3 separate regions of the Mus musculus genome follow, and regions 2 and 3 are each linked to region 1. A link is a contact called in public HiChIP or PLAC-seq data. All regions are on one chromosome and are shown on one strand. Each heading gives the region's core, a stretch centred on a gene start, on an enhancer-like site or on the middle of the called end of the contact. The rest is flanking DNA. Distances are from core to core; before and after follow the strand shown. Region 1 overlaps Gm10646 (predicted gene 10646). Region 2 has its middle 4.1 kb from the start of Gm30639. Region 3 has its middle 23 kb from the start of Mir190a.

Region 1 (4,296 bases), core at 1,332-3,831:
CTCTCTCTCTCTCTCTCCCTCCCTCCCTCCCTCTCCCTCTTCCTCTCCCTCTCTCCCTCCCTTCTTCTCTGCCCTTTCCCCTCTTTCCCCATGGTGACTCCCCTGGCCTCAATTCTTAGGCCCAGTGAACTCTCCCAAACCTGCCTCTAAAATATTCTAATCTGGTTTAAATTGCTTCATTTCACCAGCAGAGAAGTAACCTGTCACCTGCCTGGAGCCAAGAAGCAGGGGCTGTGCTGAGGGCGTGGGCTGCAGCGGCAGGCAGACCTGAGATGGACAAGCTGCTTAGCTGCTAAGCTGCTAACTGCCTTGTCTATCTCTGGGCAATCGAATGACCCTACTTTCTCTCCCAGGCTTTTTTCCCTCTTCAGTGCTGAGGATCATACCTGCAGCCTCACCAGTCAAAGCAAATACTAAGCCAATGAAGTAGCTTTATCCCAAGAGACTTCTGAAAACCTTGATGAGGAAAGAATTCAAGTTTTGGTTATAGAGAGAAGAAAACTGAGGATCCCAAATAGCCTTTGAGAATGGGGGCACACTCAGGACCCTGCTCTGTCTCACGGGAGTGTGAGGTTGCACTAACCTACACTGAGTGAATCCCAGGCCTTTGCAACCGGGCTGGAAGGGGCTCCGCTTCAAGCAGTGGGAGAGCGACAGATGAGGGTACTGGCAGACTGGATATGATAAAAATACACTGAATACGTGTACGCAGTTGTCAAAAAAATAAGTGAAAAATTATTTCAATAAATGCAAGAGATCCCTCAGTCAAGAAGGGAGTTTTCCCAGGGTGATGCTTAGCCATTGCAATCCAGATCTTCCAACCCTTGAGATTTCCCCAAATGTGGGAAACTCTATTGTGTAGTTTGGGGACTATGTTATAACTTTGCCTTATAAAAACTAAATAAAAATAATATAGTGCAAGAGAGAACTCAGATAATTCAGCTTGCCTGAGAGACTTTAGGATATATTGAATTGGATGAGTCCCAGAGGATAAGAAGGGAAGTGAGAACAGAAAGTTACTTGAAGAGATTATAATGTTTTTGTTTTCTTTCTGGATTTGAAGCCATTAGACAGTGCAAACGGGGCCTCTCCAGGTGCACCTGTGTGCGACTCACCTTTGCTGCCCCTGTGGGACACACAGTAGGTGTGGCTATCTATGTGGTCTTACTCAATGGTCATCTCTGGGACGGGTGTGACCATCAGATGAGGCCCCTGGCAGGGGAGCCCATGGTGGAGAAGCCTGCCCAACGCCATGTGGTCAAAAGAGGAGTGGGAGCTTCAGTCTCCAGCAGAAACCTTTCAGTCTTGATAGAGTCTGACTGACTCATCTAGGATCCTCCCAGTTCCTGTGGGAAAGTCCCATGTGCTGGGCAACCTCCTTAGTCCCCAAGCAAACTGGATCGTGGCTCATGCTAGGTCAACTGCATAAACTCAGGGATTTGACAGATGGTGGTTTGAATTCCATCCCTACATTTTAATGACTATGTGTGCACTTTAACTTTTTTGCCAGTAAAGCTCTCTCTCGCTCTCTCTTTCTCTCTCTCTCAATCTTAAAAAGAATTATTGTTTCTTTTGGCAAAAAGGTCACACACACAGCCAGCAGGCATTGAATGGTGGCCTGTCCAAACTCTATATAACAGACACTCAAGAAATGTTAGCTTTGGGGACAGAGACATGACTCAACAGGTAAGAGTTTTGTGCTCTCCCAGAGGATCCAAGTTTGGTTCCCATCTCTCACCTATAGCTCTAGTTCCAAGGAATCCAGTACTCTTAGCTTCATCTGCACAGGCAGCATTCACACACACACACACACACACACACCTCTTTATACATGATAACTATTATTATTTGTATCTTGTTACAGTTTGGGTTTCCTACGATGATATCCATCTGTATAAAGCAGGGCCTGGTTTCAGAGGTCTGGAACACCAAGATTAAGGACACCCATGTTATCCTAGTTACAAAACATGACTACATCCCCAAATCAGCCTGGAGCTTTGCTTATACCTAGATCCTCGTAGGCTATAGAGTTGGTGGGGGTGTAGGGTTGAATGCTTGGCTGTGTTCAAGTCTCATACTGTAAAGACAATACAAAACACCTTAGTTCCCCCCAGGACACTGTCTCTAAAACACCCTTTTGACTTGTATAACAAGGTGTGTGAGTTTGCAAGGAATCCCTGAGAAACCGTTTAAACTCTGCTGAAACGTTAGAAGGCACAGGCTATGCTAGGCAATTTTCCGGTGATGGGTGTTGTGAGCTGTGGCAGGGCCCAACTGCGGTCAGAACCATCAGAGTTAATGCAAGGTTGGGTCCTCTCTGATCAGGAGGGGACAAAACAAAAGTCCATTGTTTGTTTGTTTTTTTCCCCCCAGAGCTTGAGCCTGCCTGAGGATGAAACTTCAAAGCAATTCCACAGGACCCTTAAAGATGGCTAATCCTCAGGCAGAACTCCTTTTTCTGTCTGTCCTGCTTCCTGACCCCGCTGCTGGCAGCTGGCCCAGGCTCCCACCTCTGCCCAGGGAGGCATTCCCTCCCGATGACCTCATCAGAAACGGTCCCTCCCGCAGGCCAGGACCTCTCACCACAAATTCTTCTTCTTCATCAGAGGCCCTGAAGCCAACGGTGAGTGGGCTACCACATCCCCTCCTCTCTAGAGAGCCGGCTTGGGGCGATGAGTCATGGAGGAAGCCATCTGGCTGCTAAATGCTCGAGATCGCCTAAGAGCCATCAGTTCAGTTCACTCACAAACCTATGAATGGTTCCTTAAAAGAAAATGTAAAGGGCAAGAAACCAAAAGAGGGCCCTGGACCTAGCTCCTTGTAGAGTGCTTGCCTAGAACGCATGGAACGCTAGGCTTGATCCCTAACACGGCACAAAGCAGGCCTTCGCATGCTTCGGAAGGAGCAGAAGTTCAAGACCTCCCTGGGTACACACAGAATTTGAAGGCCTCCTGGGCTACTTGAGAGCCTGTGGGAGGTGGTAAGTAAATTATAATTTGAGAGTTTTGCAGTAGCCCAAGTGAGATACAAAGGGAAGTGTGGGGCTGGAGAGATGGCTCTGCAGTTAGGAGTGAGCACTGCTCTTGCAGAGCCTGCATTGATTTCCAGCTCACATCTACTGGTCACTCCAGCGCCAGGGGATCTGGACTCTGAAAACACCCGTATTCACAGGCTTACACACTGGGGTGTGTTGCTTTCATTCACAAACAATAACTGAAGGAAATGGTAAATTTCAGGGTTTTTTTTTTTCCCCTATAGACCTAGTGAGCTCTATTGTCTGATTCACAGACCCTCACGAGGAATTCTGGAACCAGGTGACCTGCCTTCCAAGTGACCTGCCTTCCAGGTGACGTGACCTGCCTTCCAAGTGACCTGCCTTCCAGATTTAGCATTTTGTAGCCATGGAGAGTAAATTTCTCCCAGTTGTTCATGGACTTGTGGGATATCAGTACATCAAGGAGGCTCCTAACTATAATCCCTCTTTTTAAAAGAAATGCCAGGCATGAATGTTGTTGCCACTGGAGGGAGGAGAAGGGATGAAGAAAGGATTCAGAGGAATGACAGGTAAATCTCTGACCCTTCCATCATTCCCTGTGGTGAACAGGGAGCTGAGGGACTAGTCATCTTGTTTACAGCCACGGCCCACAGGTCATTCCTCCGAACAAAGGATTCAGAGTTACCGCCATGAACCCAACAGATTAGGCTGAGAAACCAGATAGTCAGTATCTGAAAAGGCAATACCCTTCCTCACTATGAGTATGAGTATGAGTGTGAGTGTGAGTGTGAGTGTGTGTGTGGTGTGTATGTGTGTTGTGTGTATGTGTGTGTGTGTGTGTGTGTGTGTGTGGTGTATACGTGTGGTGTGTGTGTGTGTGTAGTATGATGTGTATGTGTGTGTGTGTGGTATGTGTGTATGTGGTGTGTGTGTGTGTGTGTGTGTCTATGCCTGTGTGTGTGTCTATGCATGCATAGCTGTGGAGGTCAAAGGTCAGTGTTGGTAATTTTCCATCAGTCACTGCTCTACCAATCTTCAGGCTCTCACTGAACCTGGACTTTGTGGAGTAGGCATGGGAGCCGTGCATAGGTTTTAGCATAAGTTCTGGGGATTCAAATCATGTCTTCATGTATTCAGCAAGTGCTCCAATCCATCTTTCCAGCCCCTGAAGGGCTTTTCTACAAGTGCTAATGTCCATGCATAGGTCTTCAGACCAACATATTTTCATTTCTTGTGTGTCTGAGTGAAGTGTATGTTGGTATCTTCCTCAGCCCCTCACCTCAAAGATCTGTCTCTGTGTG
Region 2 (4,088 bases), core at 1,075-3,574, 97 kb before region 1:
CTGCTGAGCCAGTGGGCACAGGCACAGTGCCACTCTAGCTTCACAGGGACAGGAAAGCACAGCCAGGGCCATGCCCTGCAGGAAGGGTAGTAACTCTTTGTTGGTGAGAGTTTGATTTCTACTCTGGATTCTATAGCTCAGGTCTAGGGTCCCTGAAGGGCATTTGGATAGACCATCAGAAGGACCAGACCTTTTCCCAGCTCACTCCTACAGTCCCTCCCTCGTCCAGCAGCTCCCTCGTCCTTAGGCGTGAAGAGCCTAGGATGGAATATAACCAGCCTTATGCTCTAATCCCACTTCTACCACCTACCCAAAACAGGGATAACATTACTGACTCATGCCCTAGCTGATGCAAATAAAATATGCTAAGTCAAACCATGGAACTGTGGGAGCTTAGGGTTGTCTGTCTGGCAGCAAGGTATAGAGCATGTGTCTCAAAGCTCGGTTTACATGCTTCTCACTTGCCGACCCTAACAGAAGCAAATACAGGATAGACAGCCCATGATGCTTCCTCTGTCCAGAGTAAGTAGCTCCTCTCTTAGTCTTCTTCGTTTGTTCATATGTGCGTGTGTATGTATGTGTGTGTGTGTGGATGCAGGGCTTATGTATATAGAATACATGCACATGTGGGTGCAGGCATGTGTGAGTGTGCATATATGTGGAGACCAGAGAAAGTCAGGTATCCTATCTACTCTAAACTCTCTGCCTCTGTCAGGGTCACTGTCCCTGTCCGTGACCCTCCCTGCAGTGCTGGGTTTAACAGGCCTATGCTGCACACTTAGCTTTTGGTCCTTGTATGGCAAGTGCCTTCCTAACTTTATATGCAACCTCATTTCCACCAGCTCCAAGAGGGCAGACAGAGGAGCCTCATAGGAAATGCTCTGGATATGACGTTAGGAACCCTAGATCAAATACAAACCCTGCTGCCCCTTAGCTGTGAGATCAGGCTTCTGGCTCAACATCTGTAAAGTCAGGCCTGTCTTCCAGTACTAACATCTTTGATGATTTTATGACTCTGGGCAACTTGGAAAGTTTCTTCACTTCAGGAAAAGACTCAGATGCTTAGTCCAAAGGCATGCCATGTAATCCACTCCATTACCGTCTGAGAACAGAAAGGGTAAAACCTTCACTGCGGGGCAGACAGAACCATCTGCTGCCTTCCACAAACATGTTCAAGGTAGAAATGACTTTAAAACTGTCCCTCAGTGGGGCTGGCACAGTTGATACAATGCTCGCTCTGCAAGCGTGAGGGCCTACCTGAGGCTAGTCCCCAGCACCCGTGTAAAAAGGCTACACATGGCAGTGAGTACCTGTAATCCCAGCATAGGGATGCTGGGGCCTGGAGATCCTTGGGTGTTGCTGAGCAGCTAGCCTGGCCAAATCACTGAGCTCCAGGTTCAGTGAGAGACCCTGTCTCCCATCTCAAAGAATAAGGTGGAGAAAAACCAAATATCTGACATTGATCTCTGACCTCTGTACATAACTGTACACACACATACACATACACACACACACACACACACACACACACACACACACACACATATATATACACACACATTAGTGAAAACACACACACAGACACACATACATACACAGAGAGACAAACACACAGATACACAGACACACATACAGACACACACACAGACATACAAACACACAGACATACAGACACACAGGCACAGACATACACACAGACACACACACAAACACACACATAGACACACACAGACAAACACACAGATACACAAACACATACATACATACATACAGACAGACAGACAGACACACACACACACACACACACACACACACACACACACACACACACACAGTCCTCAGCAATTCAGAGTGATGCTGGAAGGCCCACCAACCTCTCCTCACCTGGGAAGTCTCATACATTCTTACGCTGTGACATTCCAAGTGAGAAAGGAAAAACAGCTTTAAGGCTCATACCAGTGAGACCAACCAAATTCCTCTGGCAAATCCAGGAAGATCTAGAATTCCAAAGAGCCACAGGAAATCTCACCCATGATTTCCTCCACCAAGAGGTGACATATGACCTGCACAGTCTTGTGACGGCACCTAGGTCCCAATTCACTCACCTTAAAGCTGCCCAGCAGCAAGTGTTTGTGCACTGAGTCCACAGAGACTAAAATGCAAGAATTCGCCTTCTGGGATCTCTGTCGCTGGCCTGTTCCCACCCCCATCCTTGCGGTATGGAAACGATTTACTGCTGGAAGACGCTTTCCTAGGCCTGGTACTGGGATTTCCCGGAGTAAATCACTTCCTTCTCTGCCCCCCAGGGAAGCCCATCTCCTGCTTGGGTCATAATTCAAACATTCTGCCTCCACGGAGCTGAAACGCTGGGACTGAGGATGGAAAGTGCCTGGGCCGATGAGTCTGAGCACCAAGAGTTATGAGCAGTGAGCTGATAGGCTGACAGGCATTTGCAGTGACATAATCTCCGCAGCCAACAGGCCTCTCACCCGGGCTCAGAGAGAGTAGATTCTCACTTCTCTAAGTCTAAAGAATTATCTAAACCACAAACTTGAAAAAATATCAAAACTACTATTCAACTACTGCTATTTAACGTAACTTTCTGGGACTCTGTCCCCTGAAGTGCGTGTCACCTCCCTGTTGAAAAGAGATTATCATCCTTTAGTGATTTTGTAACAAGGACAGGGACAACAGCGGATTGGATACATACAGGAGTATAGTCTCCCTTTGGAGTCAACAAACATTAAAAAAAAATTAAAATAAAAAACCCTATGTGAATGTGTGTGTGTCTTTGTGAGTTTATGTGTACCACGTGTGTGTGGAGGCTGGGTGAGGGGTGAGGGGTGAGGGCAGGGGGTGGTGGACTCCACGTTCTCTAAGCTGGAGTTCCAGGAGGTTGTGAGCTGCTATAGAGGTGCTGGGAATCGAACTCTGGTCTTCTGCAGGAGCAGGATTTATTCTCAACCACCGAGTCACCTCTCTAGTCCACACCAAACTTCATTTTTGTAACACCAGAGAGTAAACATTTTTGGCTTTATGAGTCATAAGGTGTGTGCCATGGGTTCTCAGCCCTGGCTCCAGAGCACTAAAGCAGATGGAGGCATTGATGAATGGATGCATTGCAATAAAACTTTATTTTTAAGCACAGAAACCAGAAGTTTGCATACCTCCATGGATCATAAATAATCATTCGTATTGTTTTGTGCATGCCACACACACTTGTGCACACATATATATGCTCCTTCTTATTGCCTAATGATAGGGTCTTTTCCTGAACAGGGAGCCTGGTTTTCAGCTAGGCTAACTGGCCAGCAAGTTCCTGGGATCGGTCCATCTCTCTGCCCAACAATGTTGTAGTGCAGGTTCATGCAGCCTGGGGCTGTGGATTTAAACTCAGGTCCCCATGCTTTGCACAGCAGGTGCTCTTACTCGCTGAGCCACCTCTCCAGCCCAGGAACTAATATTTTGATTTTGAGTCTGCGCCCCCTTCCCCCGCCCCCAACCATTTAAACATTCGGAAGCCATCCTTTACTCTCAGATTGCACAAAAACAATCTGAGAATTCCCCCAGGTCGTACATAGTCCGCCAAGCTCTGGTTTAGATGGTTCCCAGGGGAAAAAACAATAAAGAAGGTAAAATTTGGTTTCTCATGAGAGTATCCTTCCCTGGCAACACTGGCATCTTAATAAGACAAGTGGGTAAAGAAAAATGAAAGCCAAAAGAACAATTATTAAAAGAAGTGACTCAAGCTTAAGTGGGGCGGGTGGAGATAGTTCAGTGGGTAAAGGCACCTGCGGCCAGGTTGGTGACTTGTGCATCATCTCCAGAACCAGTTCCAGCAAATTATCCTTCAACCTCTATATACATATTGGACACATGCACACAGGAGGAGAAGGGTGGGGTGGGTGGGGGAGACAGAGACAGAGAGACAGACAGAGACACAGAAAAACAGAGAGAGAGAGATGCAGAAAAATAGAGACAGAGAGAGAGAAATAAATATAATTTTAAAACTTTTAAGAAAGAAGAGTAAGGGGAAACTATCTTGTCCATTTGTTTTTCTGTTTTTGGTTTTGGTTTTGGTTTTTTTG
Region 3 (4,058 bases), core at 918-3,417, 110 kb after region 1:
CCTGGTAAGCTACCACATTGGAATGTGAGAGGTAGTGGTGGTGGTAGCTTGGAATTCTGGGAAGGAAAAGTACAGTATCTCATTACAGGGATAATTATTGCACCTGTCGATAGCATAGCTTGAGGCAAACACTCCTTCCTGGTGGCGGTATCTTAGTCAAATGACTTACAACCACCTTCATTTTGTGACTACTACTTGCACAGTGGAACATGACATTCAGGGTGGCCTGGATCTGTGTTCCTGGGCCATGGTTGCTCACGCGTGGTTCAGAATAAGGTACCTCTCACTTCCTGTTGTGACTTTTCCTGGAGAGACTTGATCATGTTAGACACGGATTACCTAGTCATACTGTAACACTCCCTTTGGAGCAAGAGGTGTGTCTTTTTACCCACAGTTGTTAGACAAGCTGGTTAATGAGGTCACTACAGATTTGGAGTCCTGACTGTTTTCCCTCTGCCATCTTCGGGATAGACTCAATCCTGAGGCTAAAGCTGGAACTTCCATTCATCACTGCTGTGGGAGAGAGTCCAACACCGCCAGCAGATATTTCTTCTCCCCTCAGAAGAACCAGGGTGTACGTAAAGTCCACAGCCAAACACCCACCAGTAGGAGGAACGAGACCTTCCTTGACCCAGAGCACCTGTAGCTTCCAGTCAACTCCCCAGTTAGCACTGCTCCATTTTGAAAGGAACTGGGGAGTTAAGTAGAACTCTTCATCATGGATTCCTAGCGGTCTTGAAAGCAACTTGCTCAAAGTCACTTCTCTGAAGCCCAAAGCTCTTACGTGTTCTTTTTGCTTCCTTCCTTTGTCTCCAGACATTGAAGGAAGAAAGCCTGAGGTGTTGAACTGCAAGTGCCTATGGCCCAGGTGCCTGCACGGTTTATTAAAGAAACCTTTCTCTCTGTCTCCCCGTTTTTCTTCTAGACGGCCCTTTGTGGGTCCAGGCCATGAGCACCGTCTTCTAGGGACCAGGTCACACCATCAGAAGTCTTTTCTCTATTTCAGTAACAACTTTCTTTGGGTTGGATCCTGTACTGGCTATTTTTTTATGTCAGCTTGACACAAGCTAGGCTCACTGGGAAGAAAGAATCTTAAGTGAGAAAATACTTTCATATGATTGGTCCATAGGGAAGACTTATAGGGCATTTCTTGATATATAATTGATGGAGGAGGGCTTAGCTCACTGTGGGCACTGCCATCCTAAGCTAGTAATCCAGAACACTATAAGAAAGCAGGCCGAACAAGCCACGGGGAGCAAGCCAGTAGCAGCTCTCCTCCATGGCCTCTGCTTCAGCTCCTGACTCTAGATTCCTTTCCTGAGTTTCTGCCCTGACTTCTTGATGATGAACTGTGATCCAGAAGTGAAAGGGAAAGAACTCTTTGCTCCCTAATTTGCTGTTGGTCATAGTGTTTAGTTACAGCCATAGGAACATTAATAGACCCTAGCTTCCAGCTTTGTCAGTGGTGAGAGTTGACAAAGAGGTGCCAGTATATTAAGGATCAAATTGTGTTTCTTCGAAGCTGTGTTCGGAAGGGACTCCTAGCAAAGCACTCTTTGGAGGAGCTGTTTTGGACAGCTAGGGTGGGGCTGTATAGGTGAATAAGGAAGACAAGACAGCTGTGGTGGGCAGTAACTGTTTACGCACAGTCTTATGTTGCGTGTTCAAAGTTCAAACCAGAGGGCCCTCAAACACTGGTCACCAACAAACTAAATCCATCCTGTCTAAGCCATTTCATAGCTTTGGAAGCTGGTGAGGTTACATGCAACACGATGTGACCCCTGCCTGTGGCCTAGAAGAGGCTATCTCAAAGATGAAACATAGGCAGGTAATAATTCTAGTGATATTTTAGAGTAGGACTCTGATGAATTCAAGGTGTGGTTGCAAAAGCATTTGTCCCTAGATCATACAATAATTAAAACAACACCAACCAAAAAATCCCCAAGGATAAAAATACTGGTGTGATAGCATGGATTCCACGGTCTCTGGAGATATTGGACACACACAGATGTCTTCAAGCCCTCAAGAAGTTCCAGAGACACACAAAGATATTCACCTACACTTTGCTTCTTAAATTTTTCCTAGAAACTTTTTTCCCTCCAGAGAGACAGGGACACTCTACTAATGTCCCATGGAACCACACTGCCCCCTGTGGAACAGCCTGGTGCTGGCCAACTGTGCTGCTGGCTGCAAACATGGCTACCTTCTAAGACATGGGGCAGGGCTGTCCTGACAAGTCAAGCCTGCATGTCTGAAGATCGTGGGGCAAAGTTGCACTGGTGCGAGATCCCCTGCGCGTCTCTCTTCTCCCCTTTGGGATGAAGCTCCACACTCTACATTTTAGCACTGTCAATCTCCGTTTCTACACTTTACAGTTTTAGCCTTTTATGATTTTTCTCTCCTCCCCCTCCCCACAGCTCCAAACATCCTCCACTGCTGCTAAAAGCTCGACCTTGGCCAATTGCTTCCCTGGCTGCCTTTGATGGGCAGCTCCAGCCATCTCCTGGGCAGCTTGAGTTCCTGTCCCTCTCTGAAACTCTGGGTCCTTCTAGCAAGTGGAAGTGGGACTGACTTCTCCAGAGCCTAAGGTCTTGGAGGAAAGTAATGTTTTCTACAGACCCGGGTGCTGAAGTAACGACAGCCCTCCGTCTTCCTTCCTGCTTCTCTAACGATCCCTATAACATCAGAGTGCTGGGAGCACAGAGCCACCAGCTTTGCTCTGGATCTCTTTACACCTTGGGTCACCCAAGCCCCACACGCCTATGGAAGAGGATCAGCCTTCTGATGAAACCTGGAGCATTTCTGCAGCACAGTTCGGAGCAGAGGAGAACCAAACTTCCTTTTCCAAGCTGTAGAATTCCTGAAGCCAGAATTGAAGGGGAATTCTAAATATGGTCCCAAGGGTTTGGGCCTTGTACTGACCTTCTTAGGTAATGCCCCTGGACAGACCATCCTGTCCTTGCCCCAGTCCACCCTGGAACACAATGCCAGAGGCTTTCTTACTCTGGGGGAAATGGCGCAAGCAATTCTGTTGTGTTCAGGGCAAAGATGTTTAAATGACAATGCCCAGGGGAATGTCTCTCAGACACATAGTTACCATGGCACACAGGTGTTCCAGAGGACCCAGATTTGTTTCCTGTAAGCACTCTTGTAAGGCAGCACTCAACCACCAACTACCTGCAATTACAGTTCCAAGGAATCCTGTGCTCTCTGGCCTCTGTGGTGTGTTTAAACATATTCATTCTCTCTCTCTCTCTCTCTCTCTCTCTCTCTCTCTCTCTCTCTCTCTCTCATACACACACACACACAACTTTTTAAAGATGTCATGGTCAAAAAAAGGGGGGGCAAAGTAGGATTCTGGGAGCATCATTTGGAAGACATCACTGGCTGAGCAGCAGAGAGGAAGGTTCTTAGTCAGTGACCTCTGGATGCCCCCTTCCTGCCACAAACATATATGGAATGGAATGGTCCTGTGGTCTTTCCTCTCTCCCAACCCCCACATCCCTCATTGCTCAGGAGCCTCTAGTATGAGCCAGGCTCTGCCTCATGTATGTATTGCCCCACGGTCCTCTCCCCACCTCAGCCTGTTTGATTTCCATCCTGCCCGTCAGGTTTTCATTGAGGATCTCAGCAGGCTGACTGTGAAACCATGAGCTCTGCATGGACCAGCCAGCCTTGTGTATGCAGCAGAGAACGAGACCTGGCCTCAAACAAGAGGAAGGCAAGGGCCAGCATCAGAGTTTGTCCTCTGACCTCCACACACACGTGCCTTTCCCCTTCCATATATAAGTACTGTATGAAATTCTCAAAGAATTAAGTGTTTTAAAAGTCGGTAAATAAGCAAACCATGAGCTTTAGAAGAAACAACCTGAATCTCTTTGTCCTTTATTAGTGGATCTTAACGGAGTAACTGGGAAATCCCAGCTCTATTGGGTGAGTGAACTTGGAGTAGTTCTCTACCTCTCTGTGCTTTGGCCTTATGTCTTAGGGCTTTACTGCTGTGAACACACATTATGACCAAGGCAACTCTTATAAAGGAAACATTTAATTGGGGCTGG

What was found. HiChIP or PLAC-seq counts read pairs in DNA pulled down with a chosen protein or histone mark.
Region 2: an H3K27ac HiChIP or PLAC-seq map of trophoblast stem cells shows a contact between it and region 1, with 15 read pairs. The contact joins two enhancer-like sites. A contact is called at or near these places in 7 of 39 promoter capture datasets (the 3T3-L1 cell line, hippocampal neurons, liver and 2 more), 7 of 484 Hi-C or Micro-C datasets (the C2C12 cell line, the HL-1 cell line, Sertoli cells and 4 more), 5 of 115 datasets of contacts at active chromatin or transcription factors (embryonic stem cells, extraembryonic endoderm stem cells, pancreatic cancer cells and 1 more) and 2 of 9 other capture datasets (embryonic tail and embryonic trunk).
Region 3: a contact with region 1 is called in an H3K27ac HiChIP or PLAC-seq map of embryonic fibroblasts, with 28 read pairs. The contact joins two enhancer-like sites. A contact is called at or near these places in 4 of 39 promoter capture datasets (the 3T3-L1 cell line, cranial neural crest and trophoblast stem cells), 1 of 15 datasets of contacts at CTCF or cohesin (the NIH/3T3 cell line), 10 of 484 Hi-C or Micro-C datasets (the C2C12 cell line, the HL-1 cell line, adipose-derived mesenchymal stem cells and 5 more) and 9 of 115 datasets of contacts at active chromatin or transcription factors (cardiomyocytes, embryonic fibroblasts, embryonic stem cells and 5 more).

What each region holds. Positions count from the first base shown.
Region 1 is chr9:67,103,465-67,107,760 of GRCm38.p6, forward strand. It overlaps Gm10646 (predicted gene 10646), which reads left to right. Exons shown (of 3, transcript NR_153957.1): 2 at 2,374-2,623; 3 at 3,289-4,296. It also overlaps the pseudogene Gm22145. Among named protein-coding and RNA genes, the nearest start is that of Gm10646, 3.3 kb to the left of the region's middle. Within about 2 kb of position 2,582, at least 108 of the 459 cell types and tissues checked have an H3K27ac peak or open chromatin away from gene starts, as enhancers often do. A contact at or near this core is called in the C2C12 cell line, the NIH/3T3 cell line, embryonic fibroblasts and 3 more, where this site is marked.
Region 2 is chr9:67,006,622-67,010,709 of GRCm38.p6, forward strand. No RefSeq gene overlaps it. Among named protein-coding and RNA genes, the nearest start is that of Gm30639, 4.1 kb to the right of the region's middle. Within about 2 kb of position 2,325, at least 37 of the 459 cell types and tissues checked have an H3K27ac peak or open chromatin away from gene starts, as enhancers often do. A contact at or near this core is called in embryonic fibroblasts and trophoblast stem cells, where this site is marked.
Region 3 is chr9:67,211,309-67,215,366 of GRCm38.p6, forward strand. No RefSeq gene overlaps it. Among named protein-coding and RNA genes, the nearest start is that of Mir190a, 23 kb to the right of the region's middle. Within about 2 kb of position 2,168, at least 44 of the 459 cell types and tissues checked have an H3K27ac peak or open chromatin away from gene starts, as enhancers often do. A contact at or near this core is called in the C2C12 cell line, the NIH/3T3 cell line, embryonic fibroblasts and 3 more, where this site is marked.